2 separate regions of the Sus scrofa genome follow, and region 1 is linked to region 2. A link is a contact called in public Hi-C data. All regions are on one chromosome and are shown on one strand. The core of a region is the stretch at or near the end of the contact, and the rest is flanking DNA. Distances in the headings are between cores, read along the strand shown. Region 1 overlaps CACNA2D1 (calcium voltage-gated channel auxiliary subunit alpha2delta 1). Region 2 overlaps CACNA2D1 (calcium voltage-gated channel auxiliary subunit alpha2delta 1).

Evidence for each region. Hi-C and Micro-C count contacts between places; a contact is called where the count stands out from the background.
Region 1: a contact with region 2 is called in a Hi-C map of skeletal muscle, with 2.0 times the contacts expected there. The contact joins two enhancer-like sites. A contact is called at or near these places in 5 of 47 Hi-C or Micro-C datasets (heart right ventricle, liver and skeletal muscle).

What each region holds. Positions count from the first base shown.
Region 1 is chr9:97,954,655-97,957,354 of Sscrofa11.1, reverse strand. All of the region lies in intron 3 of CACNA2D1 (calcium voltage-gated channel auxiliary subunit alpha2delta 1), which reads right to left. Among named protein-coding and RNA genes, the nearest start is that of CACNA2D1, 170 kb to the right of the region's middle. Within about 2 kb of position 1,319, at least 2 of the 83 cell types and tissues checked have an H3K27ac peak or open chromatin away from gene starts, as enhancers often do. A contact at or near this core is called in skeletal muscle, where this site is marked.
Region 2 is chr9:97,889,955-97,892,654 of Sscrofa11.1, reverse strand. The region is part of intron 3 of CACNA2D1 (calcium voltage-gated channel auxiliary subunit alpha2delta 1); the gene reads right to left. Among named protein-coding and RNA genes, the nearest start is that of CACNA2D1, 110 kb to the right of the region's middle. Within about 2 kb of position 1,359, at least 2 of the 83 cell types and tissues checked have an H3K27ac peak or open chromatin away from gene starts, as enhancers often do. A contact at or near this core is called in skeletal muscle, where this site is marked.

The sequences.
Region 1 (2,700 bases), core at 70-2,569, 65 kb before region 2:
CCACAGCAACGCAGGATCCGAGCCACGTCTGCAACCTACACCACAGCTCACGGCAATGCCGGATCGTTAACCCACTGAGCAAGGGCAGGGATCGAACCCGCAACCTCATGGTTCCTAGTCGGATTCGTTAACCACTGTGCCACAACGGGAACTCCTATTTCTGTTTTGTTATGTTTGTTCATTTCTTTTGTTTTTGAGATTCCACATGTAAGTAAAATCACACAGTATTTACCTCTCTATCTGACTTATTCCATTCAGCCTAATCCCCTCTAGGTCTATTCTTGTCATTGCCAATGGCAAGATTTCATTATTTTTTTATGGCTGAGAAGTATTCCATTGGGTATATACATACTACATCTTTTTCCATTTTCCTATTGATGGGCCCTTCGGTCGCTTTCATATCTTTTCTACTGTAAATAACACTGCAGTGAACATAAGGGCGCATCCATCTTTTCTAATTATTGTTTTTGTTTTCTTCAGGTAAATTCCTAGGAATAGAATTACTCTATCATATAATAGTTCTATTTTTAATGTTTTGAGGAATCTCCATACTGTTTCCCACAGTGGCTGCACCAATTTACTTTCCCATGCTCCCTTTTCTCCACGTCACTTGTTATTTCTTGGCTTTTTAATAACAATCATTCTGACAGGTTTGAGGTGATAGCTCACTGTGGTTTTGATTTTCATTTCCCTAATGATTAGTGGCATGGAGTAAGCAGATTAGTTCTTAACAGAAAACTTTAAAGACCAAAGTCAGTAGACTTGAAAATGCCTAAGTGTCGTAAGGCTTTGCCATCTATTCTGTCTGTAGCTATTCTACGGTGAACACAAAGTACCTCCAAGGACCCAAAGCTCACAGACCCAGAACACTTTGACATATATTTCACTCTTTCTATAGCTTGACTTTTATAATCTGCTGTAGAAATATGATGTATAATTTTTAGACGTCCATTAGATATAGGCAATGAAGATCTATATAAAGTTTATTTAAGTGGAGGGAAAAAAAAAAAAAAAAAAGGCAAATTGAAGAAAGGTCTTCGGTAAGTCCAACATAGCTAAAGATCATCGTTAACAACCTCAGGGAAGGAGGCTATGAATCATTTTTACACTTGTCTGCCAGAAGTTGCCTATGAGAAGGACTGTGTCATAGTCTCTTTATAGCCTCAGGGTCCAGGAAATTAAAGGTACTTGAAGAATGAAGTTGAATAAATACCCTGCCAATTGTCAACAAGGGGCCAGAGGCCATGGGCCCATGGGTCCTTAACAGGGAAAGTTTTTGTTAATGAGAAGTTGTCTAGCCTCTGGCCTTAGCCCTTTCCAGTCTGCACTCCTGGAGTAAATATTTTTAAAAACCAACAGGATCCATTTAAAGTCCCTCTACAGTTGTGTGCCATTTGAAAAAAAAAAAAAAAAAAAAAAATTTTTAACATGATATTTTGCGTTACTACCAAAAAAAAAAAAAAAAAAAAAAAGAAGAAGAAAAAAACAATTTCTTCATACTACAGAGTTTCTCTACTCCCACCAAGTTACGTTCTTTTTGTTGGCAAACATGTTTTTCATTCATTATTCCATAGGTCAGGTAGTAGCAGTACCTCCTTATTTCTAGCCCAGCACAGGCAACCACTCCTTCCTCTGTGCTATCCAGGACCATGAATATAATTTTAAGAGCCGTGGTCTATACAAACCACATGCCTATACCTCCACTTGCCAGAATAGTCTCCATGTTCTTTTAGAGGAACAATCTAGGCTTTAGACAGATTTGTATCTTCAGGGCTATCACTCTGCCTGCCACTCTAGAGACATTCATTAAATGTTTGCTGACCAGAAATCTGTCTTTGCTCAACACCACACATGCAGTTGACTCTGATGGATCCGTCTCAGCAGATAGGCTAGATGTTGAGGACAATCATGGCAACTGAATTATTCTCAAAAGTCATTACAATACCCAACACAAAACTTATGTGCAACAAACTTTTTACTGAATGAAGCAAAAAAAAATATCATCACGTAGGTGAATGATGTATTAGGATAGACATTTTAAGGTAAGTAAAATATTACTAAATAATATATTCTTAGGAGGCTCCTTTTAATAATGGTAGGAACCAATACATTCGACTGATGAAAAGAGAACAGCAACCCAACAGAAGTGCTCGTAAGCTATGCTTATTTCTACAACAGTGTTAGTTAAATCCATCTCTTTTCTCCCTTCTCTAATTTCTTTGAGATCAAAAGAATTTAGAAATACTATTATATCAAGAAAGTAAAATACATTTAAGAGTAGACTGCTAGTAGAAACTAGATCTTATTGCCTCCAAGTACCAATAGGTTAGTCAAATGAAGCTATATGGGGGAAAATATGATAAATTAAGAGTATGTTCTAAAAAAAAGATCAAGTGTATATGAATACAAAATAAGGGAAGTAAAATTTTAGCTCCACTGAGTCATGATTCAATAGACTAATACATTTCAAGTATTTATAGGCCCATCTCCTTAAAACAAAACAAAACAAAACAAAATAAACACAAAAGGCACTGCTATAGTGATGCCTCCTTTGTTTCCTTCACTTTTCTCTTCATTAGTAATTAAAGCAGCAGAAGCTAAAAATAATTAGTTATCTAGTATATACCTTTCAGTCAATGTATTTTGTTCAGGGAACATTTATGTAGCTACAAAGTATTTCACTGAAAATAATAATACTTG
Region 2 (2,700 bases), core at 110-2,609:
ACTATTCCTCTGTTCTTGACTATGAAAACTCCAAAGACTTTCACTCTTCTCTATTTAAGTAACCCACCCATTCATGGATGCCTCAACCTTCTTTATTACCCAGAATCCTTAATTTCTTTAATTTCTTTAATTTACCACAATTTCTTGTTTCTCCATTGTTCTCAATAAACATACATTTTATATACATAGAAATGTTTACTCTCTTAAACCATTATCAGACTCCACCTATCACAGTTCATGATTTCAAATAAATCAACTACTGCTGACTAATTCCTACGTATCCCTCCAGAGTAAGTTTATAAAATTTACTCTGATAAATCTTAATCCAAGGTGGATTTGACAGTCCTTTCATTCACCTCCTGTTCGCACTGTGTCAGGCTTTGTTAGAGAAAGTTAAATTGATTATATATGCAATCATTATATAGAAAGAATGGGACTCTGTAGAAAAAAACAAAAAAAAGCAAAGTTTTCCTTTCTTTCCTCTGATCCTTCAAAATGAATTTTCTCTAGACTGTCTTTACTAAAATTCACATTAAATCTTGAAAAGGTCTTGACACAGACTCAGGCTGGCTGGATCCACATTTTAACTGAGTACCACAATTCTGTAGGAGAGACAATGTCCCAGCTAAAAAACTCCATCTCTTACTCCCCCTTGAGCAAGGGTCATCTAGTGAGATGAATACAAAAGGAACAGAATGGGACTTTGAGAAATCTCTTGAGTTGCCCACGTCCAGTTTTCTATTTTGAGAGAAAATAAACCTGCAATCTGTTTAAATCACTCTTTAGTTGGCTTGTCTATTAATCATATTTAAATACAACTTTAAGCCATAGAGGTTCCATAAATTTTCCGTTTATCTTTTTATATACAATTTCTAAACCTAAAAGCAACCTCAGTTAATCAAATAAAATAATGAATCTGTTATCCACGAAAAGTCTAGGCTTAATTTCATCTATAATCTCATTACCAGCTTGGCATTGCTCCAGGCTGAGAAACTTCAGGTATTTAGTATGAGCGTGACAGAGCTCTATCTCACTCTCGGAGCTTTTTTCTCCTGATCTCACATTGACTCCAGTTACCAGGGCACATGTGCTGATTTCACCAATGACGATGAGAAAACTGGCAGTGGAAGGGCCTTTCTTGATGGTAATTACATATTGGTACTCTCTGGGACTGATGGGTGGTCAATACCAACTTGTTCCCTTCTTGGGGTGCTTTCCTGTGCTTGCTGGAAATACCCAGAACACTTAACTGCAATGCTGTATTTCTGGTTTGCATTTATACCCTATCCCTCAGCTGACAGTGTAGAACTGGCTTTGCTCCTGGCAGGAAGTCCCATTGGATGGATTCCCAGACCAGCTCCATCCCATAAGGTTCACCTCTGTTCTGATTGGTATATAAGTTCATGCCCAACAAAGCCATCTTTCAATGTTCAGGCCCCAGGCAGGCAGACAGAGCATCAGCACCTCACTTTTAGCATCCATAGGGATGTAATGTATCAAATCCAAATCAATGAAAGTAATCTCAACTTTGCAAAACAAAGAGTGGATCACCTAGTCCCTTTATTGCTTAGACTCAAAGGAAAGTATATCAGCAATCAGAGTAGCCTCTTGGAGACATTTACACTAAGATTAAAGAGAAGGGCAAGCACACTTTTCTCCTGGAAGCTCAATATTCCCAAAGTAATTTTTTCTTGTTCTCATCAACATGGACAAGTTTATACCCTCTAGAAAGACTTTGGACTATTGATCAACACACACACACACACACACACACACACACACACAGCTTTCAAACAGCTCTTTCAACTTCACTTTTGAAACAGGAGGGTATTTTATATCTTTTGTTTTTTCTCAATGCTAAGGAGGCTCGAGGAGTTCCTGCCGTGGCTCAGTGGAAATGAATCTGACTTGTATTCTATGAGGATGCAGGTTTGATCTCGGGCCTTGCTCGGTGGGTTAAGGATCTGGCATTGCGGTGAGCTGTGGTGTAGTAGGTCTCAAATGTGGCTTGGCTCCTGTGATGCTGTGGCTGTTGTGTAGGCCGGTGGTTACAGCTCTGATTCAACCCCGAGCCTGGGAACCACCATATGCCTGGGTGCAGCCCTAAAAAGACTGGGAAAAAAAAAAAAAAAGGAGTTCCCGTCGTGGCGCAGTGGTTAACGAATCCGACTAGGAACCATGAGGTTGCAGGTTCGATCCCTGGCCTTGCTCAGTGGGTTAAGGATCCCGCGTTGCCGTGAGCTGTGGTGTAGGTTGCAGACGCGGCTCGGATCCTGTGTTGCTGTGGCTCTGGCGTAGGCTGGCGGCTACAGCTCCGATTCGACCCCTAGCCTGGGAACATCCATATGCCATGGGAGCGGCCCAAGAAATGGCAAAAAGACCAAAAAAAAAAAAAAAGAAGGCTCTTGATTTTAATCATCTCCCTTACCCACAGTGGACTCTTTATTTTTTCTTATTTTGCTCCTCAAATCTTCACCCTCATCCTAAAGATTACCATGGCCCCTTCATTCTTTGCATAAATACTAATTTATACTTTACTAAGAGAAAAGTGGTCATCCAGTATGACTCAGATTTTCTGTCTGCAAACTCAACTGTCTTTATTTATAACAATAATCCTCTGTCTTAAGTGACGGATATCACTGTCTTTTCAAAGATAAATTACATGACTCCGACGTTTTCTCCATCTTGTTTTTTTCTAGA